Regions from separate parts of the Mus musculus genome. Here region 2 is linked to region 1. The links are chromatin contacts, called in public promoter capture Hi-C maps. All regions are on one chromosome and are shown on one strand. The core of a region is the stretch at or near the end of the contact, and the rest is flanking DNA. Distances in the headings are between cores, read along the strand shown. Region 1 has its middle 25 kb from the start of Gm41967. Region 2 has its middle 5.8 kb from the start of Ivns1abp.

Region 1 (4,393 bases), core at 1,262-3,761:
AGCCAAAATAAGTCTCAAATCTGAGAAATTCTTCCCTAGTGTTCATGGCACAGCAGGTTCTATGCAGACTTTTAGTGCTAAAAAGACTTAATGATCTTAACAAGTGTGGGAACTTGCGTGCTACAATACTGACCTTACAGACATTATCTACCTACTAATGAAACATGTCATAACTACTATGGGGTGACTACTTTCTGAGTGGATTTGAGGCCTGCTACCCAGTATGCACTGTATGCATTGTATTATAATGCTGGTCAGAAACCCATGACTAGAGAAGTCATAGACCACAAGGTACGACCTGTTGTTATTTTGTTCAATAGTCATGTTTTCAAACTGCCTTGTAAGTGTTTATATTTATACCCACAGACCTGAGCTACTTTCGAGCTTGGTCATCATAACTACGTCTTGAAGTGGACAGATGTCAGTGAAGAAATGGACTGTGGATGAAATGCTTAGAAGAGATGAGAAGACTGAGTACTCAGCTGTAGATGGAACATCTTTATCAACACGACCATCCTAGTCTATCATCTCTGCACACTGACCAGTTGAGAGGTCTGGTGTTAATCATCATCTACAGCAAGAAGTTCTCTAATGAGGGCTGAAGGATACAGTGGTCCATAGTATAGCAATAAGTCACTGGGAGTCATTCTATTATCACATCCATTTAACAAACTAATAGTAGTAGATTCTCCCTTGGAGCCTATGACCTATCTAGCCAGAGGTTCTTAGCCCTTTTAATAGTGAAAGGTATGGATTCCATCTCATGGAGCAGTCCTTAGATCAAATTAGAGTATGGGTGGTTGTCCCCATAACAGTTGTACCACTATGGCATTATGGGTGGTTGTCTCCATAACAGTTGTACCACTATGGCATTATCGGGCATATCTTGTCAGACAATAACCACTGTATGTCAAAGGGTTCGTGGCTGGGTGAGACAGATGATTACTTTTATCTTCCATGAGCCTGCATAGCACCTTCCTGGATTGTGAAAGCTAGCCAATAGGGATTAAGCTTCCACATGAGTGACAGCTTGATTTCTTCATGTTTTCCTCATGATTGTGCTTTCTTCATGATTTCTTCAAATATGTTGTAACTTTAGCAATAGGGTCTTACTGTCAAATTCTAGAGGGCTGTGGCCAACAATTTAAAAGCAGTCACCCATTCCTGGTACTAGGATTTGCTAGTATCATATAATATCCAAATAGGATATTGTTTCTTATTATAGGATAACTCCATTTAAACTCTTTATATAAATACATATGTATATGCATATGTCTATATATTTTTAAAAAGAAGTTTCTATAATAATATATTTCCACATGACTTTTCAAAGTGCCCTTATGCTAGTTATTCCTCTCCATAATATTATCTTAAAATGTCCTCGAGGTCTATGATTATTTCAAAAGTTGCTCACTGTCATTTGACAATCATTAAATTCGACAGAGTTTTGCTTAGTCATACTCTAGTGATTTGGCACAGCCCTCTGGGACATCTAGTTGAAATTGAAGTGAATTGCCACTAGATGACAGCATTGATTGCACAACCAGCCAGAAGAACATTCCTCTAAAAACATGGGACTTATTTAAGCCTGTGTTGTTTAAGAAAGGGAGTGGGGTGAATTTTAGAAATATAAAATATGAAGTTTATAATCAGACAAAAAATTTTATTGATCTTAGAAACATTGTCCAACTGTGATAAGCCTTGCTTTAATTATATCTTTAAAGTTACAGATTTAAAAAGAGTTGCCCTCCACTTCCGTTCCCACCCCCAAATTTTTTTAGACAAAAAAGAACTTTAAAGATTTCTTTGGAATTGCTAGGGTTTCTTTGTGTAAGGAACACCATTAAAGAACCCTGGTCATTGACAATGAGTGTTGAGGCCAACCATGTTACAACCAACTTAAAACTAAAAGTAACTGATTGTTTGCTTGCATTGGTCATGGTTTCTTTTTTAAGTTTTCTATGTTTTAACATTTTTTTTAATCTTAAAATCTTGATTGATTGAGAGACAGCTCCTCCCAGTGCTAGTCAACTCATAGGAATAGTAAAATTCTCGCTAGAACCAGGTACCAGGAGGAGAGAGAAGCCTGATAGCCCAGAGCCAGTAGGAGTCAACTATAGCAGCCCAATCCTGAGCTCCGCCCCACCCTGTATTTCCCAAGAAAATCTAAAGAAAGCTGGAGCCTAGACATCCTCTTTCAGTCCAGTAACCTCTTTCTGCAAGAAAAATTTACATCAGTAAAGAACATTTGCCATCATTTGCATATGAAAGTTTTCCTACAAGCTGCCTGGAAGTTGGATGCTCACCTGGCAGGGATGTTTTAGGGGTTGGTGGAAACTTGAGGGTGGAGCCTCCCATGAAGGAAGTACCGTCTGCCTCTGGCTCAAAGCTGCTGTGAGATCCAATTCTCTTCTCCATAACTCCTATTCTGCCGTGATGCTTCGCCTTAGACCTAAGCAATGGAACCAGACAACTTGTAGACCTCTGAAACAATGATACAGAATAAATCCTTCCTCTTTTAAGTGGTGTCTCTCTGGTGTTTGTCACATTGATGAAAAGCCTGACTAACACAGTGTACACTGGTAAAAGTTTGTTTCAGTTTCGTTTTCTTATAGGAGTTTGACCTCACATTTAGAGATTGGGTATTGAGAGGATAGAGGATAGAGGATAGAGGATAGAGGAACAGGTTAGACAGAAGTGTGAGGAAAGGTGATTATAGGTAAGGAAAGGTAAGGCCATCGGTGGTCTTCAAATTTATATACTTTGTGGCTCTTCATAGGACATGTGCTGAAAGAAAGAAAGAAAGAGAGAGAGAGAGAGAGAGAGAGAGAGAGAGAGAGAGGAAGGAAGGAAGGAAGGAAGGAAGGAAGGAAGGAAGGAAGGAAGGAAGAAATAAAGAAAGAAAGAAAGAAAGAAAGAAAGAAAGAAAGAAAGAAAGAAAGAAAGAAAGAAAGAGAAAGGAAGATCAGTGGAAGTAACATTTGATAAAAGCTGTGACTTCACTTAGCCCAACAAACAGAATAAGAGCTTTGCATTTCTGTCTTAAAATTGCATCTGTCTCTTTTATTACTGTAAACTTTAGGCCATATTCCTTGGCCTAGTGAATAATATGTTAATTATTTAAGGACTATAAGACTGGTAGTAAGTTGTTGATTATCCTAAGTGTTGTTTATAATGCAGAATAATGAGCACGGGGCGGGGCTGAGGTATCCCCCTCAACAACCAGGCCATGTGACGGGCCTAGTATAAAGGAAGTTTATTGGGGGGAGAGAAGGGGACCGGGAAGGAGGGGCAGAAAGAGAGAAAGGAGAAGAGGAAAAAAGGAAGAGAGGTGGACAAAGAGAGTGTAAAGAAGGGGAGAGAACAGCAGGTGATGCTGTTAGGTCACGGTTGCTAGGTTCCTAGGAGGAGTCTAGTGGAATTGTTTGTAAGCCAGTACTAAGTGTTCTAATCTTCCTCCTCCCACTTCAGACTAAAGACATCAACGAGAGAGTAAGATGTTTTTAAGACTTACACAAACATTATAACCAGCATCTTTGTGTCTGTCGTGTTACAGAGCAGTGCTGACACCTAGAAGTCCCAATCATTTGTCATTTCCCTAAGTCTGAAGGAGGACACAGTCATTGTTCTGACTCACTTCATTTTACTTTTCTATTCTCCACCTCTGGATCTTTTCCCTGTCAATCAATGGTTTCCACGGCACCAGCAGAACCCTATAGAACAGGACTTGAGATACTGACTAATACAACCTCAGTTTGGTTGATACTGTTTCATTCCACATTATATCTTGCTTCCTTACTTTCGTGCCTCCACGCCACAGCCCTGTGGCTAGGGCTAAAGACATCTCAGAGGCAACTTTTTAAAGGTAGTCACTAGTTCTGCCCTTTGTTGAGTGTAACAGTGCAAATTCAATCCTTTCTGATTCGATGCATATTTTCTCTGATTAGACTATCAAGCTCAGACCGAAATATTATATATTGAGAGCCCCAACCACAACCCCCCATCAGACCTATGACCCCCAAAACATTATTGTGGCGATTTGGTCCTCTGACTTGAAAGGGCTGTCTGTTCTGGTCATGAGAAACAGTTGGAGGCTTCATCCAGTTCGAGCTAGAAAAAGCTGTCTCCAGATTTCTAAGAAAAACAGCTGATCACTGAGCAGATCAAGTGTTGGAGGTGTTTATTGTAAAACAAGCAAGGACCCATTACTTCACTGTTTAGTTAAGTAACTCCTAAGACCAGAGATGAAGGCAGCTAACTAAAAGCAAGCGAGGCTAGGCTTTTCCACTTTCCTCTGATTTTCCAAAGAAAGGCTCTTTGATTTTCATACTTTAAGTGGAAGAGTGGCCCAGACCCCTTAAAAGGGAAATTTATTAATTTTATAATAAAGACT
Region 2 (4,393 bases), core at 599-3,098, 840 kb before region 1:
AATATTTTAGTGTGAGATTATCTTTACTGGTTACTACCGTATCCAAGGAGACAGACTTACTAACAGCCTTATAGTAGTTTTCTGAAGTCATTACTGCTGACGTGTTTGAAATCTACTCAAGTCTCCTCAAGTCCCCTACTCTATGAGGATGCCCTGAGAGTCCCCTTCCTTTTCAACAGTTTCCAAGGAGTTAAGAATTAAGGAGTCCCAGCTAGGACTGGGATAGAGCTCAGTTGAGAGAGTACCCTGCCTTGCTTATCCAGCTCTGGGTTTAGGAGGTCGGAGAGGATTGTGAGCCCAAGGTCATTCTTGGCTACATAGTAAGTTCCAGGCTGTCCCTGGAATACATACTCTGTCTCTAAAAATAACACAAAATCAAACCTTTTAGCGTTCTCTCAGTGGTAGAACCTTCAGACCTTCTGATTGTTTGACACATGGCCACAGTTGTTATGCTCTGCCCTGCAACTCTGGGCTTTCTATAGCAAAAACCCAAAAACAACAAACCCCAACTATCATTTTTCTGCTTTTTGTTTGTTTGATGAAGGGTCCCGTGTAGCCCAGGCTGGCCTCAAACTTGCTATATAGCTGAGGACAACCTTGAAGTCTGTATCTTCCAGCCTTCACTCTCCATGTGCTGAGATTACAGGCATGTACCCCGCCATGCCCAACATGAAAAAAGTTCTTTGTTTACTCAGTTTGATTCTTGAAAATAAGAAAGACATAGCCTTCGTACTGAGATTTAATGTCACGGCTCAAGGATAAAAACAAAAATCACGTTAACATGCAGCATGATTTTCATGGCTCAGTCCAGAGAGACCTTTGATTGTGGTCTCATTTAAAACTCAATGAATGAAAGCTACACAATACAGTTCAGTTACAGCCACCAGGCAGCTGTTGCTAATACAAACTGACCACTCAGCAAGGAAAGGTTTGCAGAAGGAAACAGCAGAAAGGGCAGAGCTGCTGGGCTGTAACATTCTTCTTCTTCCTCCCAGCCCGTTTCCTGTTATCTGAAGTCAACTAAGAGAAGAAGGTGGAAAATGCGCAGCATTGGATCTGGTCATGTCAGCACACACCTGTAACCCCAGCACCTTGAGGTTACAGGGGCAGGAGGATCACCTTGAGTTTCAGGCTAGCCAGTGCTACCTAGTGAAACCTCATCTGAGCAAAAGGAAAGAAAACTTTCACATTATCATGAGAGGCAAGTTTTCCAGCCACTAAAGACAAAGTCACAATATCATAATCTAGAGATCTCTGCTCCTTCTAGTCCTACCTTCTGCCATGCGTCTCTAACCCTGATATCCTCAGGGACAGAATAATGAAGTGAAATGCATTCCTTCCCAACTGTCTCTGTCACATCTCACTCGACAGGAAAATGGTGTGGTGCCACGCACCTGTAACTCAGGTACTCTAGAGGCAGAATTGGGAGGGTCAGGAGTTCAAATGGAAAATGGTGGAGATTGTGTGTGTGTGCATGTGTGTGTCTAAATGTGTGCTTGCCTTTATCTTCCTTCTAGTCTCCTTTTCTTCACTGACGGCTGTGACTCCCTCCCTTCCTTCTACTTAGTTTTGGTAACTGAAGCACTGTGTGAGGCCTTAACAATAGAAGTGTCTTTCAGAAGCCTACTTTCCCTGCTGGTTAGGGTTAAAAGTTTGGGGTCAATTCAAGTCTCCCCCTACCCTCTTTTTTGAAACAATGCCTGCAGCCCACAAACTCCCAGTGATCCCAGTGCCTCTGGCACTGGAATGTTAGAATTACAGGCATGAGCCGCCACCACCCCAGACTGTCAAGTCATTGTTTTTGACCATGTGTTCACAAGAATGAGCAAAGGCAGTGCCATAGGACTGGCCCAGTTCCCAGTGACCTTGGGCTGCTGTCTGCCTTCTCTGGACTGGCGGACTGCAGACTTCTCTGTGGTAAAGGAAGCAAACCTTTATCTCATGTAAAGCAAAAGCCTGGCCATTCTGTTTCTGTTCCATGTATTTATTTCCCTTTATAACACCACAGCTGTACTTCCTGAAGCCCACAGTACTTGTGGGAAACTAGCAAGAGGTAACCATTTCTGTGCAAAGGACTGCTTGGTTATTGATTCTGTCTAATAAGCACACACTAAGCCGTGTAGGTGACTAGACGAAAAGTCACGAGGTCCCCTGTGAAGGCTTCAACCTCAGGTTTTGAAATACACAATTTAGAAAGGCAAGCCTTTTCTTGCCCTTTTCATACACTGATCAATGATAAAACTTTGAGGTAGTCATATGAGCTGATAGCTCCGTGAATTCCTGACATCCGTTTTTCAAAATTATGAGCTTTCAAAGCTGAAAAGTTGGTCACACAAGAGCTGTTGTAGAAACCCATGGTTTCCAACTGTCTTACACTCTGTCCCTCCTCTCTCTGGGCTAGCACATTTTAGCTACAGAATTGGTCCAATGAGACTGAAGCCTTGCTCACTGGCTGCCTAGGAATGTGGAAAATATGTGCCTGATGCTTCTAGGGTCCTCCCCTGCTGGAGAAAAAAAAAGCCTGCTTGTCCCAGCAAAGAGGGAAGTGACACCAAGAGACAGAAAGGCCTGTGCCCAGGGTGCTGCCTGGGAATCCAGCCACAACTGAGGCCAATGGCTTGTACTTAGCATGAATCAGTGTCTTTTGGTTTTGTTAGTTGGCTTTTCCTTTTCCTTTTTTATACCAGGTAACTAACTTGGCTTTCCATCACTTACAATGTTACAGTCTAGCGGTTGCCATGCCTTTTCTCCATGTAACCAGTTATCTATATAGTGTCATCAAAGAAGCTAAGTTCAGGGTAGGTTTTCTCAAGGTAGCCTTTGTTCAGTAAGGACTTATAATAGACACAGCTTGGCGGTTCATGCTGGCATTCAATGTGGCAAACGCAGTCACACAGGTGGAAATTGTGGACACGGGCCCCCAGGGGAGGAGGAAGGGCTGAGAGAGGGGAATGGGGAAGAAGAAAACAACTAAAATTCGTTACATACACGGATGAAGCACAAACATTTAAAAAACGATTTTAAATATTGTCATCATTTTGACAAAGTGAGCAACCTTATCCTCGAAGGCTGGGTACAGAAAATAAAAGTGTGCTTAGTCGTAGTTTAAAACAGGGCAGGTAAAGATTAAAGTCCTCCTTGTTGGTGGGGACCTTGTCGAGTTCCAGGTTGACACAGGGCATTATATGGTGAAACAGTATCCTAGCTCAGGTCTCAGGTCTCTCCTCTTCATATAGAGCCACAATACCAGTTGGGCACGGTGGTACACCCCTAAATCCCAGCACTTGAAAGTACAGAGTTCTAGGTCATCCTCTTCTATGCAGAAAATTTAGGGGAGCCTGGACTAAATACAAGACCCTGAGGCTTGCCTCCGAATTTACAATGCCAGTGAATTAAGGCCCCAGCAATCTCCCAAAGATCTCCTCCTCCCCAGAGACCACAGCAGAGTATATATGAATAATCTATATTGTTTCTACCCTCTTCGTATCTAAACAATGTAGAGTAAATGTCATGAGTGTGGGTGAGGACATTCAAACCAGAGCAGCACTGGGTAGCATCTATGAGTCTGAATTTTTCTGTGTCACATGCGGCTAATGGATGTTCTTCTTCTTTTCCATAGCAATCCAAGTGAGTACACTGATATCACTTTACACCAGGTTTGAAGGAAATTATGTGTACTTTGTAAATCTTTCAGGTTCAAATATGAGTTATAAACCTAAGCACAAGGGTACTGTGTAGGGGCCTGCAGTCCTTTGACATTAAAAAAAAAAAGAAGCCTTCTCTCCATTGCTAGAAGCACTTCTTTATAAACTTATAGAACATGACCAGTTGACGTGGCTTATATCTTTAAAAAGTTAGCTATTAGGAGAATCAATTTTCTGAACGAAAATAGAGGTTATAACTAAACACTGTTTTTAATACACTTCCCAGAGTTCTAACTTGGTTTTGACAGCTTGAGAATGTGCCTTTATTCAGTAGACATTAGACACTTGCTCATTCCAGATAGAAAAATGAAACAGTATTTTCAGGAAAATTGATGAACTCAGAGAGCTGGGTGTAAAGTTAAACAAGCCAGGCTTAAAACAAATGCTGCATGTTTTTTCTCATAAGGGGAATCTACAGCCTAATTCTACTAACGTGTATGAGTGAGATCAGAAAAGGGGGGGGTGGTTAGAAAGACAATGGGACACAATTTGGGGGGCGGGGAGGAGATTATAAGTATCACATATGTATGAGAATGCCATGAGTTGAGTCACTTGAAGTTTTTTAATCTTAAAGACACCATGAATAAAATAGCCATTCCCAAAAGCCGGGCGTGGTGGCACACGCCTTTAATCCCAGCACTCGGGAGGCAGAGGCAGGTGGATTTCTGAGTTCGAGGCCAGCCTGGTCT

The links. Promoter capture Hi-C pulls out the DNA fragments that hold promoters and counts their contacts.
Region 2: a promoter capture Hi-C map of liver shows a contact between it and region 1, with 2.3 times the contacts expected there. The contact joins two enhancer-like sites. A contact is called at or near these places in 2 of 39 promoter capture datasets (hippocampal neurons and liver), 2 of 115 datasets of contacts at active chromatin or transcription factors (bone marrow-derived macrophages and forebrain) and 1 of 9 other capture datasets (embryonic stem cells).

The regions. Positions count from the first base shown.
Region 1 is chr1:150,494,984-150,499,376 of GRCm38.p6, reverse strand. No RefSeq gene overlaps it. Among named protein-coding and RNA genes, the nearest start is that of Gm41967, 25 kb to the right of the region's middle. Within about 2 kb of position 2,511, at least 44 of the 459 cell types and tissues checked have an H3K27ac peak or open chromatin away from gene starts, as enhancers often do. A contact at or near this core is called in bone marrow-derived macrophages and liver, where this site is marked.
Region 2 is chr1:151,336,551-151,340,943 of GRCm38.p6, reverse strand. It overlaps the pseudogene Gm10138. Among named protein-coding and RNA genes, the nearest start is that of Ivns1abp, 5.8 kb to the left of the region's middle. Within about 2 kb of position 1,848, at least 82 of the 459 cell types and tissues checked have an H3K27ac peak or open chromatin away from gene starts, as enhancers often do. A contact at or near this core is called in bone marrow-derived macrophages and liver, where this site is marked.